Regions from separate parts of the Rattus norvegicus genome. Here regions 1 and 3 are each linked to region 2. Evidence: chromatin contacts called from public Hi-C data. All regions are on one chromosome and are shown on one strand. Each heading gives the region's core, a stretch centred on a gene start, on an enhancer-like site or on the middle of the called end of the contact. The rest is flanking DNA. Distances are from core to core; before and after follow the strand shown.

What was found. Hi-C and Micro-C count contacts between places; a contact is called where the count stands out from the background.
Region 1: a contact with region 2 is called in a Hi-C map of the A7r5 cell line, with 6 times the contacts expected there. The contact joins two enhancer-like sites. A contact is called at or near these places in 3 of 12 Hi-C or Micro-C datasets (the A7r5 cell line, Schwann cells and psoas muscle).
Region 3: a contact with region 2 is called in a Hi-C map of the A7r5 cell line, with 6 times the contacts expected there. The contact joins two enhancer-like sites. A contact is called at or near these places in 5 of 12 Hi-C or Micro-C datasets (the A7r5 cell line, the Rat2 cell line, kidney and 1 more).

Annotation. Positions count from the first base shown.
Region 1 is chr9:98,408,491-98,412,216 of GRCr8, reverse strand. No RefSeq gene overlaps it. Among named protein-coding and RNA genes, the nearest start is that of Ackr3, 160 kb to the right of the region's middle. Within about 2 kb of position 1,411, at least 1 of the 93 cell types and tissues checked has an H3K27ac peak or open chromatin away from gene starts, as enhancers often do. A contact at or near this core is called in the A7r5 cell line, where this site is marked.
Region 2 is chr9:98,638,726-98,642,108 of GRCr8, reverse strand. No RefSeq gene overlaps it. Among named protein-coding and RNA genes, the nearest start is that of Cops8, 15 kb to the left of the region's middle. Within about 2 kb of position 1,733, at least 8 of the 93 cell types and tissues checked have an H3K27ac peak or open chromatin away from gene starts, as enhancers often do. A contact at or near this core is called in the A7r5 cell line, where this site is marked.
Region 3 is chr9:98,466,023-98,469,380 of GRCr8, reverse strand. No RefSeq gene overlaps it. Among named protein-coding and RNA genes, the nearest start is that of Cops8, 190 kb to the left of the region's middle. Within about 2 kb of position 1,475, at least 10 of the 93 cell types and tissues checked have an H3K27ac peak or open chromatin away from gene starts, as enhancers often do. A contact at or near this core is called in the A7r5 cell line, where this site is marked.

The DNA of each region.
Region 1 (3,726 bases), core at 162-2,661, 230 kb after region 2:
TCTTTTCTGGGAACAATTCTGAACAGTGGCTTTAGAAGGCCTCTAAATTGATTCTGTCTAAATCAAGACATAGCAGTACCCAGAATCTTTAAGCCACATGGATTCTGGGAAACAATTTCTTTGGAGGCCCCAGAAAAACGATGAAATAAAGAATACCACAGACGTGTGAAATCAGAGAAATGTAGATGTCCCATAAACAGCTCCTTCCACTGAGCATTTCTGCGCCAGCCGCTACACCTCATGTTTGTTTTAACACAAAACTAATAAGAGCCCCATTCCTCCATGAACCTCAGGATGGCTCAGCTCTCCTACAATTTCTTGCAAGAGCTGAGTAAACTGGTCAGATGGAAAAAACAGATGTGGGAAAACCCACGTCATCTCTTCCTCATAAAACAGCTTGCTTAGTGGTTCTCCACCTCAGCTCCTGCTGAATGGACAGCAGGGTCTCCTGTCTGACAGAGGGTAGCTCCTAGGTGTATCTGTTCCAAGAGCATTAGCTCAGAGAATGACTGCAGGCAGTACCGGGGCTCACCGGATGGCCGGTGGACAGCTGCTGCTCTGGCTAATTAGATTTGTTGGTTGGTTTGGAACTTGCTCTCTCTGGCCTCCTCCCAGCCACCCAGCATCTCCTCCTCACTTGGGAATTGACCCCAGCACAGCTGTAGTCATCCCAACTGTGGGCTCTGCAGCCTGTCTGTTTTGTGTTCTCATTTGCTTTCACATGTTAGCCACAGAGTGTTCTGGAAGCTTAGGAAGGAAATTGAACTGAGCAGAACTGCGTGACCGAAGCAGGGGTATGTGAGGTGGGAGGTGGAACAGCTCTGGGAGACTCAGACATCTGCATTTTGGTTAAGGCTTTTTACACAAATTCTCAAGTCACTTCAATTCACTCTCCCTCCCTGTGTAGTATTGGAGGGCAGGGTGTGCTTATCCCTCTGATTTTTTGATAAGAGGACACATTTTTAGATAAGAGGACGAGGGTGTTGGGTTTTTCCTGGTGGGGAAAACACCTGGAACTGTGAGCAGCTCTGTGGCAGGATCTCAGAGAGAGGAAAATGGCTGCAGATGCAGGCGGGGAGAGAAATCGAGGCAGAAGGACAAGTAGACCATTCTAAGAGAAGATATGTCAGCAACTCTGAGTCACATTAAGGGACTAGGAATAGTGACAAGAGGGGAATCAGATGCAAGGAATTTTCTAGAAATGACAGGGCTTTCTAGAAGTGACAGTCTCCAGTCTCTGGAAGGTATTCGGGGACTCTGGGAATCAGTCAAATGCTAATGAGAAAGGGGAGAGGAAGGAAGGGGGAGAGGGGAAAGGAGCCCCTTTAAGGCCTGAGTCATCTCACCAGCCTCTAGAAACTTCTGTTTTTACCCAAGCATAATATACACAGATTGGAGCATGTAACTCTCACATTCCAAATGCCAGAGACGATGTTAAATATCCACATCGTCGTTAAAGAGCGAGATATTAGGAGATGATGCATACTCCCGTGTGTGGGGGCAGGCTGTGCACACACAGATGTTTGAAAGTGATGTACAACCAGTGGGGCAGGGGTCACGGAAGTCTATGTTTACTTGAGGGGTGTTTGCCCACTTAGCTTCCCAAAACTGGGCTCCAGGGCCCTGTGGTAGCTGAACCCTGGTGGAACCTGAGGTTAGGGAAGGAGTGTCAGTGGAAGGCTGACCTCTCTTCAAGAGACAGATACACTTCTCAGTTCACACAGTCTTGGCAGGGAGCAGATGTGACAGACACGGGTGCAAGCTTCCAGTTATGATTGCTGTCTACTGAAGCTGTAAGAGACTCACCACGGAATATTCTCCCATTTCCATCTGGTCCTTCAATAACCACCAAGAGATGCCTGGCTATGGCGTGTGAGAAGTAGCAAGAGGGAAAATGAAGGAATGGCCTTCGACCAAACAAAAAGATCCCAGGTCACAGTAAACATAGTGCAAAGGCCACCAGCAGCAGAGGGGAATAGTTGCATGTATGCGTCTGATGAGATTTTAGTATCTAGCTGGCATGAAGCACTTCTGTAAATAAACAGCAACAGCAAAGACGTGCCCCCTCTTGATTAAATGGGCAAAGGGCATGCGCAGACATGTCTCTAAAGATCTATGGTTGGTCGATAAGTTAGTCAGGAAGGAATGCTTGCCACTAGTTATTAGGGGATGACAAATCCAAAGCATGAGGAGATGTCACCTCACAGCCATGTGAATGGCTATGAGCAGAAACCAGAGACTAATGAGTGTGGGTGAGGATCAGGGTGGAGAGAATTCTAGTGACAAACTTGCTGTGGAAGATCAAAGACTGGGCCTCAAAGCATTCAACAGAGTACTGTCACACTAGCAAGTCCACAAAAGTGCAAGCAGGGACTTGAAGAGCCAGCCATTGCATCTGTATAGGAATAAGCAGCAGCAGTGTTCACAAAGGCTAAATGTGAAGGCAATAGACATGTCCATCAGTAGATAAATGGAAAATGTGGTGTATTCATACAGTGGAATATTATTCAGTCTTGAAAAGGAAGAATTTCTGATATGTTATGACATGGTCAAACCTCAAAGACATTATACTGAGTAAAATAAGCCAGATGTAAAACTCAAATAGCACTGTCATCCCACTATTGCAAGGTTTTAGAGTTGCCAAATTCACAGAAATAGAAAGTAGACTGGCAGTGTCTAAGAATGGCAAGAGGGGCAAAGGCACACTCTCATCATGTAATGGGAACAGAGTTTCAGGTGATAGAGATGTGCCACTCAAGGCAGAGCCCTCAGCATCTCCTATTCTCAAAACTTTGTTGAGTTAGAACCCTCTGGTCTAATGATTGCTCTCTACTAAAAGATGCTTCACTAAGTGTGAGAGCTGTGCCACTCTATGAGTATGAGAGACTGAGACAGAGACAGAGAGACAGACAGAAAGGGACACACACACACACACACACACACACAGAGAGAGAGAGAGAGAGAGAGAGAGAGAGAGAGAGAGAGAGAGAGAGAGGAGCAGGAATCACTGTAAGGAGGAGGTATGTTAACAAAAGGGAGAGCTATGATCACAATGTTATATAAAAGTAGGATATTGTCAAAAGTGTTTGTAATATGGTTAATACAGTGTGCATCTCATCAAATATGTTTAAAGACATTATCTAGCATCTTCCCTTTGCCCTGACACTTGCTCTCAAGGCACAGACCTCAAAGTCAACAGAAAGATATTCTTAGGGAGCAACAGATGTGAGGACCATTTAGATGACACAGTAGTCCTAAGAAAGAGAAGTATTCCTGTGGATCTGATGTACAGAGAGAATCATAGGCCAGGAATCTTACATTTACACCAGCCCACTGTGGAAGTCATTGTAGAAGGTTCTCAAAACACTGTGTGATCCATCTATACCACTCCTGGTATTTACCCAGAATAGCATATGTCAGCATCACAGAGATCCTTGTTTATCAGTGTTTACCACAGCACTCCTCACAGGAGCCGAGTTATGGGCCCAACCTAGGTGTTTAATAACAAAGGAACAGCCAAGGGAAATGTGGAGATTGATATTATCTGAGACAAACACACTAAAGGAATTAAGTCAGTCTCAGGGGAAAAACAAAAGAAAATTGTTACCTCTGACATGTGGGTCCTAATTTTATGCAGACATATAACTACAGGGCCAGCACATAGGTCTGGGAGTACTGTATTCCCAAGTGAATTTGTGACCAGTTCCTTCCCACCTGTGGTTTACC
Region 2 (3,383 bases), core at 484-2,983:
CCTGCATGTCTGTATGGACACTACATATATGCAGTGGCCATGAAGGCCAGGAGAGGACATCAGATCCTCTGAAACTGGAGTTTCAGACCTACCCTTGTGACCCACCATGTGGCGTTTGCAAATCGGACCTGGGTCCCTTACAAGAGCAGCCAGTGCTCTTAACCACAGAGCTGCCTCCCCAGCCTCCACCACTTTGACAAAGAGAACCACGATACTTTTCAACCAAAAAGAAGAAAAACAGGAAACAGAAAAAGAATGGGAACACGCACAGTTTGATAGGGAAAATGGAGGTGAAAAAGACCAGAAACGCATTGGGAACATGGACAGAGGCCTGGACAGACCCTCAAAATACACACTAGGCACAGGAGAGCAGAGGCTCTGCTCTGTTTGTGGCAAAAAGGTAAGAAAATATGATGTTTTCTCCATGTTGCCTCAAAAGGGTGTCTTTTTAAGCTGTGTGTGTGTGACATTTGAAAAAAAAAAAAGGCAGAAAGATCCTGGGCTACGTAGTGAGTTCATCCTTGGCTACTTAGTGAGTTCAAGGCCAGGCTGGACTATGTGAGACCATACCTTGCTCAAACCAGAATAGAAAGTAGGAAGGGACTGTGTCCTGTGTGTGGGGGGCAGGAGCCAGGGAAGGGGGCTAGATACAACTCCAGGTTCCCCACAGCCATGGGATGAATCAGATTCTCTCTGTCCTTAGCTTCCTCTCTGTTTTTAATTTGAAAACATTTTAAAAGTTGCCTTAACACTTTCAAGGTAAAATTCTGGAGTTTGAGAATTAGCAATACCCACCTGTCATTGTGGCAACCACACTTACCTGGGCTCCCAGGGCGCTGGAGGTTGGAGGGATGGAGGCACCTGTGGAGAAAGTGTAGCTCCATGGATTGTGGGACCCGGTTTAATTCCCTAGCAAAGCTGTTACCATGAGTTTGTGGACAGAGGAGTAAAGGACACTTGCAGAGATAAGACAGGAGAAGCAAACTGCAGCGCTCCAAGCATCTCTGTCCTGTCTCCTGTCCTGTGGTCCACTTCATGCTGCCCCACGCCCGTGACTTAGAGCTTTAAGTAGGAAGATCACAGCTGGTTGTTTTCAATAGGAGCTCAGCAGGACAGAGCGATATAGGAGGTGGGTGCGATATGAAGCCATTCTCCACCTGCAAGCAGAAGGCTGGATAGTGCTTCTAGCTCAAACCCCAAACCTTCCCGTTATAGGTCTGGAGTGTTCTATGAAACTGACTGAAGCATCCTTTTCCGTGGATTGCCCAGGAGGATAGGGACTCACTATCCTCTTACTTTTTACCTTTTGTAAAGTCCCTCTTACTTTTACCTTTTGTATAGTCTTTTGGGATTTCCCAGAGGCACTTTAAACAAGATGCACAGGTCTTTTCTCTTCTGCTTTAGTTTGCTTTCTGATGCTAGAACAAAATACTGGAGGCGAGAACATTATCACGACAAAAAGGTTTATTTCAGCTTACAGTTTGAGATGTTGTCTGTAAACTCTTATAACAGCTTTGCTTGGGAACTGGGGTGGCTCTGGGATGGGCCTGGGCTCTAAGGTGGGGATGGCAGAATAGGGTGGGTTTAACATGAGTATGCAAGTGTGAGAGGCCAGGAGAGGAGAGGCTGAAGAGCTGGAGTTTGGTAATGGGTTTTACTACCAGCCTCAGACCATTACTTCCTGCTCCTGGGAAATATGAAAGGTACCACAAGGTGGCGCTCATCACAAAGTCTCTGACCAGGCACAGATCAGTCAAGGAAAGACTAGTTCTGGATTTGCAAAAGCAAGGCAGACAAAGGCGGTTAGACTCCCCCTAAAATTTGATTGGTACGATTCCTAGTTCAGCTGAGGCTGAAGAGTTGTCATCTTTAGGAGTGACCTTCAGTCTGGGAGTGTGTACAGACACAGATACATGTGTATATACACACTTATGCACTCAGACGCATCCTCTCATACTAATACATGTGCACATGCACACAGGGCACTAGAAGAGGGTAAGAGCCAGGCTGTGGTACCTCAAGTCATCCTGTGACTTTGTTCTAGTCCTCAAACTACAGGCCCATGGAGGGGTTGAGTTTCATGCAAAAGTTCCCCCCTTTCTATACACTTGCTGCTTATGCTGCTGGCCACCTCCCCGTCCATGGTCCCTGATTGTCCCACCAAGACACGTACCAAGGCTTCAGACAATAAGAACCACAGAGACTTTCCAGGGTCTAGTGTGTGGCCCTGAGGACACAGCAGGGAGGAAAAACAGTGCACTTGGGAGACGCATGTAGCCCGGAAGGAATTCAGACCTGATGGTTGGAAACATCTTCTGGAAACTCATTTAAACAGCACAGTGTTACTGTTTCCTCCTGTTAGCCTGTGGAGTGAGTGTCCTTTGGGTTTGGGAGTTTGTCTCATCTTGAAATACTAACTTCTGGTGTGTCTCAGACACTCCCACAGGGTCCCCTAATTCTTGTGGCCAGGTTCTTCCTTGAGACCTACGTGGTGTCTCTGGGGAGGACTACCTTTGTGAGGCTACCATTCCCGTGAGTGTATCCCTAACTTCCCCACACTGAGCACCTCTGACACGGTCAGAGTCTATGTCTGAGCTACTTGGCTCCACAGTCCATGGAGCTGAGAGGATCTGCTCTGAAGACCTGGGCCCACCTCACACTAACACCACACTGGTCTCTCACCTCAGTGAACAAAGCAGAACTGTGCAGCGAGTCCCCAGCCTTACCTATGAGTCTGCCTTTCACCACAGGGCTTCAAGGACACCACACAGGACCTGAGGGGCAGGTGGTCTTGGGTAGGACAAAGTGTGAGAGGTCAGAGACACCCAGGCATCACCTTGCATCACCAGGCATCAGAGCCAGCGGGACCTACAGGACTGCAGAGGCCCAGCTCTGAGCATGACCTCTGCTCTTGTTTTATCTCAGTCCTGAACTGTCCTCTGTGTCCCCACGGCTGTGGGATCAGGACCACATTTTAGCACGTGCCACAGAACTGGTCTCAGACGTGAGGCTTTGTTTCATTGCCAAACCGTTATGTAGTTAGAGAACTAAATTGTTCATGTTCCTAAATGTTTTACATGGTAAATGGTAGACGGCAAGGACAGGCGAATGCCTGCAGGAGACTGCCACCGCCTTGGTGGCACTGCAGTGAGGGAGTCCTCCAGTCTTAGGTAGACACTGAACTCTCTATGCAACAGTGGTTCAGGAAAAGAGTGGGTGACTTGGATGTGAGTAATCTGCTCTGTCTGATTCATGATCAGCTTTGTCCCATAGCACAGCCCACCATACTGTCTTTGGGTCTGTGGGAGTGTTGTTGTTGCTGTTGTTGTTGTTGTTGTTGGTGGTGGTGGTGGTGGTGATGGTGTTGTTGTTGCTGCTGTTGT
Region 3 (3,358 bases), core at 226-2,725, 170 kb after region 2:
GAGCTGGGGACTGAACCCAGGGCCTTGGCTTGCTAGGCAAGCGCTCTACAACTGAGCTAAATCCCCAACCCCTATTTTTTTTTATAATTTTTACAGCAATATATTCCAAATAAATCAAAATGTAAAACACAGGTACACTGCACACATGTGCACTTGAATGTGCAGGAGAAACACAGATGCTCATTTCTCATAGTGACTCCGTTCCCTACTTACAGGGAGGAGAGGGCTCTCTCACCTGCCCAAGGCCCACACCTGCCGAGGAAGCCAGAGGCCTGAGGCTACTTGGTCATCCCTGAGAATGTCAATCACAACTAATTCTAACAAAACAACATACTGGAAGGTCAGGTGAGCCATTGGATCAGGTCCTTCAACCCCACACCATCCACACTCCATTCCCTTCAACCCTAGTGTAGACTGTTCAGGTAGGGGCTGTGGTAGTTAATACTGGCTGTCAACTTGACAGGAGGCAGACTCTCTTTATAGACACTATCTCTGGGAATATCTATGAAGGAGATTGTAGATTTGGTTAACTTAGAAGGAAAAACAAGGTCCCCAGCTCCAGAAAAAAAAAAAAAAGAAAAAAAAAGAAGGGAAAACATACCCTAACGGTGGGCGGCATCATCCCATAGGGTTTGAGGTTGAATTAAAAAGGGAAAACCAGCTGGGCACCAGTATTCATTCATTCTCTCTCTCTCTCTCTCTCTCTCTCTCTCTCTCTCTCTCTCTCTCTCTCTCTCTCTCTTTTCCTGGCTGTAGAAACAATGTACCAGCTGCCATCCCTTTTCCACCATGATGGACTGAACCTTGGCTTTGAGTCAGGTACCTTGGTCAGGCCTTTGGACACAGCAAGGAGAAAATTCACTCACACATCAGACAAAAGTAGAATCAAACTGCTTAAGGCTCCTCTCCCCTTTCTTCTGTCATGAACATAGGCAGATGTCTCCATGGGCATCCAAACCATGCCTGAGGCCCAACCTAGCTCTTGGGGCCTCAGTGGGAGCCATGATGGATACTGAGCTTGTGAGCCATGTCCTTACAAGGTGCTGTGAGAGAGGTCCAGGCTGCCTGGATATTTTTCTCATGGCAGTATGAACTAGCTCTCTTGGCTTCACTGAGAACATCCACCAGGGGCATTCTGCCTATATTTGAAATTGTAGGGACCAAGTGTCATGGCCTTACATAGATGAGATAGTTGAGCTCACTGGGCTCGCGGATGAAATGCCAGGCTCTGGCCCAGGAAAAAATTCCTAAGACGAGAAAACTCATGCTAATCCATGTTTGTGGGATCCTGGGATGCAAGTCCCACCAGCCCACCAGGTGGGAAAATGCTGATCGTATTTCGTATCGGAACAATGATATTTTTAGTATTTATTAAATTTAGACTGCCCAATCTCTCTGTTGCTAAACATCTACACACAAACAAGATGCGACTTTTTCTGGCCCAAAGTAAACAGAGCAAATACTTTCCCAGATCCCACAGCCCTTAGTCATGAGAGAGTGGACAGCTGCTATGGGTGCCGTGGCTTTGTTCTCACATGGGGCAGAGTTGGGGTCAGGGTGCCCACTGAGAACCAAATGTCTCCAGAGCACCAGTGTAATGAAGTTGCTGCCTGATAACCACCCTCCTTTGGGAGGCCAGGGGAGCTCTTGTAGGTCAGCTCTGGGTTGGAGAGAACCTTGTCACGGCGCCTATCTGGCATCCTTGTGAGAATCTTCTACTGTCATCTCTGCTAATGTGTCAGCTCTTCCATGACTCCTCCATTGCATAAGCCAAGCTCTGCTCTCTAGGGCCAGGCAGACTGCTCTAAACCCCTACCATGTGAGACACACCCCCCAAAAGAAAAGGTAATAGTCATGTCAGGCCAAGTGAAGTCAAGCCAACCTCTTCTGCTATCTTACTAATCTATAAGTAATTGTTGCCTGAGTTATCCGATGAGGATGAGGTCATGCACTAGCTGATTGGCTTAGGTCCTTTTCTCAGCTGGCGAGCCAGGCGTAGAGCCACTGGATTGATGTTAGAGAGATGCTTTTAAAACGAAGCCATACGAATGCCAGCAGCAAACCACTGAACTGAGAACAGGACCCCCGTTGAAGGAATCAGAGAAAGGACTGGAAGAGCTTGAAGGGGCTCGAGACCCCATATAAACAACAATGCCAAGCAACCAGAGCTTCCAGGGACTAAGCCACTACCCAAAGACTATACATGGACTGACCCTGGGCTCCAACCTCATAGGTAGCAATGAATAGCCTAGTAAGAGCACCAGTGGAAGGGGAAGCCCTGGGTCCTGCTAAGACTGAACCCCCAGTGAATGTGATTGTTGGGGGGAGGGAGGTAATGGGGGGAGGATGGGGAGGGGAACACCCATAAAGAAGGGAAGGGGGGGGTAAGGGGGATGTTGGCCCGGAGACCGGGAAAGGGAATAACATTCGAAATGTAAATAAGAAATACTCAAGTTAATAAAAAAAATTAAAAAAATAAAACGAAGCCATAAAATAACGAAACATTTTTCAAATAGCATTTTAATAGTCAAACAAATCTGTGTCTAAATGTGGTGTTTGCAAGCATGACACCATGATCGGAATTTAGCAGGGGACATTTAACATTGTTTTCTTAAACCTAGAAATGAGATGCATGTAGAAATTAAACTGACCCGTGAAACATTAAAAGTAAATGTGCATTGTGGAAACTTTCAGCCCATACGACAAGCAAATAGAAGATTTAGTATTAACAGGGAGTTCCTCAAAATATCAATGAATATGATAAATGAGGTATTCATAAACTAATAAATTCACATAGCCAATAGCAGTTGTTTCCAAATCACAGTGTTCCACCACACCAAGACTGTTTGTTTCTACATGTGGGTTCAAGTGAAAGGAGGCATCAAAGGGATGAGATTCACTGCTATTGTGAAGCCAGGGTGAGGGGAATCAGTGACTAATCCTAGCATCATAGTAATTCTGCATGGTTTTTCCAAACAAGGAGAATGAGTTTAAACAGTTGGGGTTGCCTGTCTTTCATGGCTTTGACTCTTTTCCGACAATTCCTGGGTCCCTTGCGTAACAACTGGTGTTGACATTTACTTGGGTCCCTGACCCCTGTGACAGTTCAGATAGCTGTGTAGTACATCAGTTAATGCTGGCTTCCATTTCTGACCACAACAGCCCTAGATCCCACCCACCCCAACAGCAACCACAGTGGAGCTGCCGCCATTTTTAGTCCTCAAACACTGGGCCGTGTTCTACTCGGTACAGACCTATGGCTCTCCTCTTAGACCACAGCCTGTTTGTCACAGATACAATACGGTGGCTAGGATTTCCCTATTTGTTAATAGACTGAATAACATTTTAAAACTCACAA